Linked DNA regions of Gossypium hirsutum: all the other regions are linked to region 3. Evidence: chromatin contacts called from public Hi-C data. All regions are on one chromosome and are shown on one strand. The core of a region is the stretch at or near the end of the contact, and the rest is flanking DNA. Distances in the headings are between cores, read along the strand shown. Region 1 has its middle 20 kb from the start of LOC121224520. Region 2 holds the start of LOC107945408. Region 3 holds the start of LOC107945404 (F-box/kelch-repeat protein At3g06240).

Region 1 (2,700 bases), core at 9-2,508, 230 kb after region 3:
TTTTTAAGTCCTAGTAGTACTACCATGGTAGAAAAAAATGAAAGTATTACATGCCTAATGTATTGTAGATTGATTGGTTCCAAAGATAAAATTATTGTACAATAAAATAATAAATATAGACTGTCTTTTTTTTGAAACAAAAACTACCACAAGGGTCAACTAAGACTAATTAAGAAACATCACAAAATACAGCATTGTGGATTTCGGGCAGATAATCCAATTCAAACAAACTATTTTTGGCCTCACTATACATTTTTTTACAAAGTAAATGGGCCACCTTATTACAAGACCGTTCGGTCCAAATTAAATTGGCAGAATTAAAAAATTCAAAGGCAACAGCACAATCCTTAATTCGTGCGCCAATTATTGTGACGTCATTGACTAAATTGTTTAGTCTGTTGACCAACCCCACATGGTCGGTCTCAAAAGGAACGTGTTCTTTTAACTGTAGTCTGCGCGCCACTTTAATGCTCTCTTCAAAGGCCACGCACTCGACTTCTTCCACAGAAATCCCACCCTCTTTGAAATCCCCACCGGCACCTAGAACAAAACCTTCTTCATCTCTGACGACCATCCCGTACCCGATTCTATTTTCGCCAACAGTAGCGTTAAAATTTATTTTAATAAATCCCTTTGGAGGTTTATTCCACTTTTTCTCCACGACATTCTGTGGTAGTAGTGGCTCGTTTATCATATTGCATATTCGAAACTCCTTGCTGAAGTTGCTAGCTCTTTCCCATATTTGCTTGGCCTCTTCTTCTTTTCCCCTGAAGATAAAGTTGTTCCTGTTATTCCAGCAGTTCCATAGGGTTGTTATCAAGTTAGCCATAGCTCTCTTGTCAAGGACCCACATCAAGTCTTCCAACCAATCAATGCAGTGATCGTAATTCTTAGAAATAAAGCTCCTGGACCACCCTCCGATCGACAAGACTGCTTTCGAGGTTGGGCAGTCTTTTAATGCATGCAACACAGTTTCGGTCTCTGCTCCACATCGAGGATATCCCTTGTCAAGACACTGTCTGATAGAGGCGATCTTACTATTCGTGGGGAGGATTTCATGCCCCACCCTCCACGCAAAAACCTGGATCTTCGGTAGAGTATCAAGCTTCCATAATACTTTCCAAAGGAACCTGTGAGGGCCGTATCCCATTTCTTTCAGTAACAGCCATGAATAGGCAGATTTTGAAGTATAAAACCCGTGAGGGTTATGAAACCATATCATTCTATCTTCCTGACCCTCCCCTCCAATGGGAATATTGCAAATCTTGTCCCCCCAGTCTTGTCCATACACGTGCCTGACTTTATTAACCTTCCAACACCTCCGATCCATATGCCAAAGATTTTTCACACTCTTTTCATCTCTTTTTAGAGTGTTGCTTATAATAATGTCCCCATTGAGCCCTTCCATTCCCCAATTATCCTCCCAAATATTTATCCTCTCGCCGTTTCCAATCTGCCATCCAAAGCCATCTTTAAGCGCTTCCGCTGTTGTCGCAATACTTGTCCAAGTGAATGACGCTTTGTCCACCTTTTTAAATTAAAAATGTTTCATCAGGAAAATATTTTGAATACAAGACATTGAAGCAGAGAGTGTTTGTATTGTTTATTAGTCTCCACACTTGACGCCCTAAGAGAGCCAGGTTGAAGAGTCGCACATTTCTAATTCCAAGACCTCCCATAGCCTTCGGCTTACACAGCATTTTCCATGGGATCATTGTCTAGAATCTCCCTTTATCTTTTCCCGTCCACCATGTTCTGCTAAGCTTAGCCTGAATGTCATCGATGATGCTTTTGGGGGTCAAAAAAATTGACAGAGCGTACGTAGGGATGGATTGGAGAACCGCTTTAATGAAGATTTCTTTTCCCCCAAACGAGAGCAATCTCTTTGTCCAGTTGTTAACCCTGCAAGACAATCTATTAGTAATCTCTTGGAAAGCCACTGTTTTTTTCTTACCAATCGGGATAGGAAGGCCAAGGTAGTTGTTTAAGTTTTCCACCACCGTCATGCCTAGGAGGCCACTAAGGATTGTTCTCTGGTCACGTGAGGTGTTAAGACTGAAAAGGACCATTGACTTTTCAAAATTAATCTCTTGCCCTGAAATATTAACGAAAGTGTTAAGCATGTTAACAAGGTTCTCCACATCACTCTTTTTATTTCTCACAAATAATAGTGCATCATCAGCAAAAAACAAATGATTTATTCTAGGGCTGTCTCTGCTAGCCCTAATGCCTCTTAAAACGTTGTTCTCCTCAGCATGGATAAGCATTCTAGAGAGAGCTTCCATACAAAATAAGAACAAATAAGGAGAGAGAGGATCCCCTTGTACTAAACTAATTATTAAAATTCTAGGAGAGAATTAGGTACCTGAAGACAAAAAATAATGAAAATAAAGAAATCTCAACAAGTTGGTTCAATATGAGAAAATGTGGAACTTAAAATGAAAAGTTGTTGACAATGATTTTGTAATGTTGAAATAATGACAGAAAGTAAAGATCTTGAATAAATTTGTCTAGAAATAAGATATTGATTATATTGACCAAAATAGAAAGACACAATTCTAGTAGAATTAAATTCGTGAAGTTTCCGGACCAGTAGTCCAAACATCTAAAGGTATAATTATAATGAGGACACAAATGAAGTAGTTTTGTGAAAACGAAATAAGAAATATGAAAGCTTTTCGTTAAGTCATAGCATTGATT
Region 2 (2,700 bases), core at 48-2,547, 210 kb before region 3:
TGGGGAAGAGAACTATTGCAGGAAGGGTTGTGAAGGAAAGCTATGGCAAAGCCAAACAACAACACACATTTACGGTAATTCCAATGCACTATCTTATGTTAGGTAGGTAGAAGTCCTGTAAATGTTGCACATATTTGGTTTCTAAAACAAAGATATGTTCAAAACGGTTGATTTTGCCAATCTGAGTGATAGTTTGCAATAGGTGACAAATTGTTCCTTTCATGCGTTTTCTGTAATTTTTTTTTCCCCAATGAGTTGTTTGTGCACTTGATGATAGTATCCACCAGTTCCGTGTTTTTGATGTATAGGTTGAAGTATTATGGAGCAAGGGGAGTAAAAAATTGCCTTCATTATTTCCTTTGCTTGTAAAGGGTCGAAACCTTTATAAATTGAAAACTTACAGACAGGCAAGTATCTGGCTGGAAATTGACATTTTTAGCCATGATGGGCTTGGTTTATTTATGCTTTTCTTCTTTTGGTCTACATCAGCATTGGAGTGATGAGGCCGAAAGAAAACATGTACTTGCCGAGAAGCACAAACGAGGCAACGCAGCAAGACTGGTAAAAGCAATGAAAAGAACGAGGAAGTGGTCTACTGATGTTGGTATGTTGGAGAGCGAGATGGTGAAAGTAAACTATGTTTCTGTGAATTCCATTTCTCTTGACTATTGGGCTACTGGAATTTTACATCACATGTTTCTTCTTTTATAACTAGGTACAAAATGCCAAAAGCATTCACATCAATCAAGACCATCGAAAAAAAGAAAAACTACTGAACCGGACAGGGGAAAGATTAATAACCCACGAAGAAAAACCCCTATTCCAAGGTGTCCAAGTATGGGTAACAATTACCAAGTGTCTTCTCCAGTTGGAAAAGTGAAAAAGAAGCAAAACTCAAGGTTAAGAGTCTCTAATACCTCTTATAGTTATGAAAAGCCCGTTCATTTTGCTAAAGATACAGGTGCCTTTCATCATTCATATGCCGGTACTATCCTAAATCCATATCAACCTCAACGAAACTTTAACCACCAGAGTGCACCTCATGGGTTTTCCAGCTATAATATCGGATCTACTTCAACAATGGTAAGGTCATTGCCCTTTAGACCTTATGTAGATCCATGGACAATACCTGCTTCTCAAAACCAGCAGTTCAACTGACAAATACAGCCACCATCCCAACTCAAATCCTGGCTTTTGCAATAGATAAAGGAATTTGATCCAATCTCCAGATTTGATGAATGTTGACAGGCAGTTATAATACTGATCACTTTCTGCAGTGAAGGCGTGTAAATGGACGCAAAATTTCTTTTGACTCAATTTTCATTAGGATGCTACAATGCACAAGCAACAGCTGGAAGTTACCTTCTCAGCATGGAAATCATGCAAAGATAAATAGGAAACGAACATCTTCTGCACTTTTCATTCTATGAAATGGTAATATGGTTGAACAATGCAATTCTTTGCATATATTTTGCGCACTTTTTATGGCCACAAATTTTTTTCTGTTGATATTTTAGTTTTACAGTGTAGATTAAATATGTGAAGATTTGCTTGACGGATAGTTGATCTAAACCGATCAACTATAACTCTGTGTAAGCTACATACTGATAGTTTTGTTGTTTTATAGCAGTTAGGCCTTATTCATGCCAAAGATTAGGCATTGATAGCCACTGCTGATGGTGACCCATGGAGTTACCTGTTCCTGGATAAGACTAGCTGATGGCTGAGCTATATGCATGTCTGTGTTTCGAATTTTTTTTTTGGTGTCATCAATTTGAATATAGACGTGAAAATATTATTAAATATGTCAAAATTGGGTAAATATATTTTTTGGTACTTGAATTTGGTTTTAAAGTTCATATTGTTGCTTAATGTTTTTTACTTCAATTAGGTACTTGAACTTGACCCTAAAGTTCAGTTTGGTACGTAAAGTATATTTTGGTGCAATTAAGTACTTGAACTTGGCTTCTTGGTTCAAATTGGTACTTGGCTTTTTGGTCCAAATTAATACTTTTTGTGAATGACTTATTTGAACCATGAAGCTAAGTTTAGGTACTAATTGGAATAAAAAAGCCAAGTTCAGGTACCTAATTGGATAAAAAAAGTTTAGATATCAAGTCAAGTTTAGGTACCTATTCGATAAAAAACCTCGTAAGTGCCAATTTGTTCCTTTTAAGTCAAGTTTAGGTACTTAATTTTAATTTTTTTTTAAAATTTTGTCATCTGTCAATGTGAGATTGGCATGTTGCCATGTCCGCTTGTATTAATAATGTTAGATACCTTAAAAAAAAAGTACCAAATTGAAATCGCAATTTTAAGGTTAGATACCAATTAAAGTTAAAAAGAGTACAAATTGCAAATTTCAGGTAACTTCATATATATTAACTAAAACAATTAATACAAATATGATATGTGTAACATGACCCAAAAATTGCCCACCCCACTTCCCGTCATTAACATCTTAAATATCTTTCCCAAGTTCACTTAGAAAGTTTTATATTATTAACTCGATAGTCCAAAATGGGCTAAATCGTAGTATACTAAAATAAAACCAGCAAATAAAAGGAGGCCCAAATATTTGTTCCCCCATTAAGGCCAACTCTCAGTTTCGCCATCACCAACCAGCCAGACCAGCCTATTTTTTTTTCTCTTAAATTTCACAGCTTATTTTTGTTATTTTGATATTCTTTTCTACGCATT
Region 3 (2,700 bases), core at 132-2,631:
CCCCTAAAGAAGTATGTGTAATAACATAAGAAAAATGCTTATTTATTACATTTGTATTACAATAATTAGACATAAAATTAAAAATAGTTAATACAATTTTAAACTTGAAATTAGAGAGATAAACAGAAAATTTTGTAAAAAAAAAAAATTCTTCAAAATAAGCGAAAAATTCTCCTATCTTTGCTAAAAGTAAATCATAAAAAGAACTAAATATTACCGATTGAATTAATTTATTGCTCACTCATATATTAAAACATGCTTAAAAAATAATAATCTTTTATCAAACTAGCATAATTGATATGCTAAGAATTACTTGCATTAGTGCACTTTGTTAGTGTCATATAAACTTTTAATAAATATATTTCTTCAGTCTAGTGTACCAAAATCTAATTTTATCTAGAACTCTCATACCCAGATATAAAAATTTTCCTAATATTCATATCCAAGAATATGACAAATAAACAAACATACTTCAAAAAATAATAACAAAATAAAAAGAAAGCCGGAATAAAATAACATCCATCAATTTCAAACTATGTTTTCTAATAAAATTCAGGGAATGGATTGAAAAATTCCAAAATTCTGATCTTATCAAATAAGCAACTCATAAAGCAAAGCGGGCTAAGAAAAAAGAGCCAATAAAGTTAAGCTACATGAAATAATTTCCCACTTAATTATTTTAATATCCGTTTGTCGTATTATTGCTCCATAACCTTCCGCATCATGACACGTGTTACTAATCATCATATTTTCCTAACAAAATTTAATAAAATAAATAAACATATAAATCCTACTTTTGTCCTAATACGTTCTATTCACCAAACTGCCATCATCCAAATTCACCAAAACACCCTTGACAGCATCTCAAATTTTCAATGTCATCCCTTTCCAACTTTATACCCAATTTATTGCTAATTTTTTCCCCAATAATGCTATTCTTCTGTTTTTTTCCCCTTATTTTTTCAATAAATAGAAAGCTTTATTTTTCATACAAAAATTTATTCAAACAATAGGCTTTCGAGTATAGAAATATTGATGAAGAAAACTTGGATAATCAATAAATTTGTAGAAAAATTAAAAGTTAATGAAATTATACCTTAAAATTTGCTCTCCAACAGCACAAAGAAAATTGGGTTTCAAGAATATAGTGAGAAAAAAGCTGTAGAAGCCAAGAAAAAGGAACTTATTTAATTCACTTTGGTTCAAGCTTTTACATGCTAAAGGAAAAGAAGATAAGGAAAGAAAGGGAATTGGCTGAAGGAAAAGAAGAGGAAATCAAATGGAAAATAGAAGGGGAAATGAGGGATGATGGATATCGGACATGGTTTTGGGGTTGTAGGTTTGTCAGCACATCATTATCCCAATATATCCATGGAAATTAAAGGACAATGTTATCCATAATTAGAGGTGTTTATAGGTCGGATTGGGCTCAACTAAAAATTTAGGTCTATTTATTAAGTTTGGGCTCGACTCGGTTAAAAAAATAAGCTTAAAATTTTATTCAAGCTCGACCCAGATAAAAATATTAAAATTTGGACTCGATTCGGCTTGTACGTATTAATTTTTTATATTACTTTATATAATTTTTAAATATATAATATATCAAAAATATTAAAAATATCAAAATAAATATTTCCCAACAAATTGAAAATAAAGTTTAAAAAATATGTAGACTTAAATAACACTAAAATAAATACAACTTAACAAACAAATGTCTCTAAAATAATAACAAATTAACAAATGCTTTTAAAATAATAACAAAATTAACAATAAAATAAGTTTTATACAATATTCAAATAATAACAACAAAATAGTAGCAACATAATAGTAAAATGGTAGCAAAATAGGAAGAAAACAACAAGAAAATAACATTAAAAAACAAAACAAAAAACAAAGAGCAGATTTTTTTGTCATTTAGTGAATTTGGGTCGAGCTGGGCCTGGGCCAAAAATACTTTACCCGAGGCCCAGCCCGTTTTTAAATGGGTTTTATTTTTTTTATCCAAACCTATTTTTCGGATCTATATTTTTACTCCAATCTTTCCACATTTTGGGCCGAGTCAGATAACCCGACCCATGATCAAGCCTATCCATAATTGCCTTTTGAAAATGAAAGGATTTAAGATTTGAAATATAATATAAATTTTATCGGTTATATTTATCTCTTCTCTTTTGTCAATAAGAATCCAAATAATGCAAATCATTTGTTGTTGAATTGTAAATTGATTACTTTAAATCTTAAAATAAATAATAATAAACCTATTACTTTAATGCATGTATAATAATAGATAACGATTTTTGGGTACATGTATGTAGAAAAGTTTTAAAAACAATCTTCTACCAGATTCTTCTACCGGTAGATACTCTGGATTTATTATTTGTATAAGGACTGTTACGCTATGTATGGAAATGAAAAAGGTGACGGCAAAGCAATCACGGAAGTTTGTTTTTTCCGAGACTAGTTACGTTTAATAATTTTTTCTTAGGAGTATAAATATGATATATATTAAAAATTTTATCACGTGGGTGTGCTTGAGAATATTATAGATGCATGTTTTAAAATAATTATATTAAATAATAAAATTTATAATTTAAAATTAATTAATCATAACAACACATAAAATTAATACGGTATTAAAAAAACTAAATTAAATTATGAGTAAAATAAAATTTAAATATATAAATATATTAAACTATTAAT

Evidence for each region. Hi-C and Micro-C count contacts between places; a contact is called where the count stands out from the background.
Region 1: a Hi-C map of leaf shows a contact between it and region 3, with 4 times the contacts expected there. The contact joins the enhancer-like site here to the promoter of LOC107945404 in region 3. A contact is called at or near these places in 2 of 34 Hi-C or Micro-C datasets (both in leaf).
Region 2: a Hi-C map of leaf shows a contact between it and region 3, with 2.7 times the contacts expected there. The contact joins the promoter of LOC107945408 here to the promoter of LOC107945404 in region 3. A contact is called at or near these places in 6 of 34 Hi-C or Micro-C datasets (hypocotyl and leaf).

The regions. Positions count from the first base shown.
Region 1 is chrD12:14,631,508-14,634,207 of Gossypium_hirsutum_v2.1, forward strand. No RefSeq gene overlaps it. Among protein-coding and RNA genes, the nearest start is that of LOC121224520, 20 kb to the right of the region's middle. Within about 2 kb of position 1,259, at least 6 of the 9 cell types and tissues checked have an H3K27ac peak or open chromatin away from gene starts, as enhancers often do. A contact at or near this core is called in leaf, where this site is marked.
Region 2 is chrD12:14,193,090-14,195,789 of Gossypium_hirsutum_v2.1, forward strand. It overlaps LOC107945408, which reads left to right and starts at 1,298. Exons shown (of 25, transcript XM_041108505.1): 1 at 1,298-1,434. LOC107945409 (zinc finger CCCH domain-containing protein 62) reads left to right here. Exons shown (of 9, transcript XM_016879415.2): 6 at 1-74; 7 at 309-407; 8 at 490-604; 9 at 716-1,752. The coding sequence ends at 1,158.
Region 3 is chrD12:14,404,044-14,406,743 of Gossypium_hirsutum_v2.1, forward strand. It overlaps LOC107945404 (F-box/kelch-repeat protein At3g06240), which reads right to left and starts at 1,382. Exons shown (of 4, transcript XM_016879402.2): 1 at 1,097-1,382.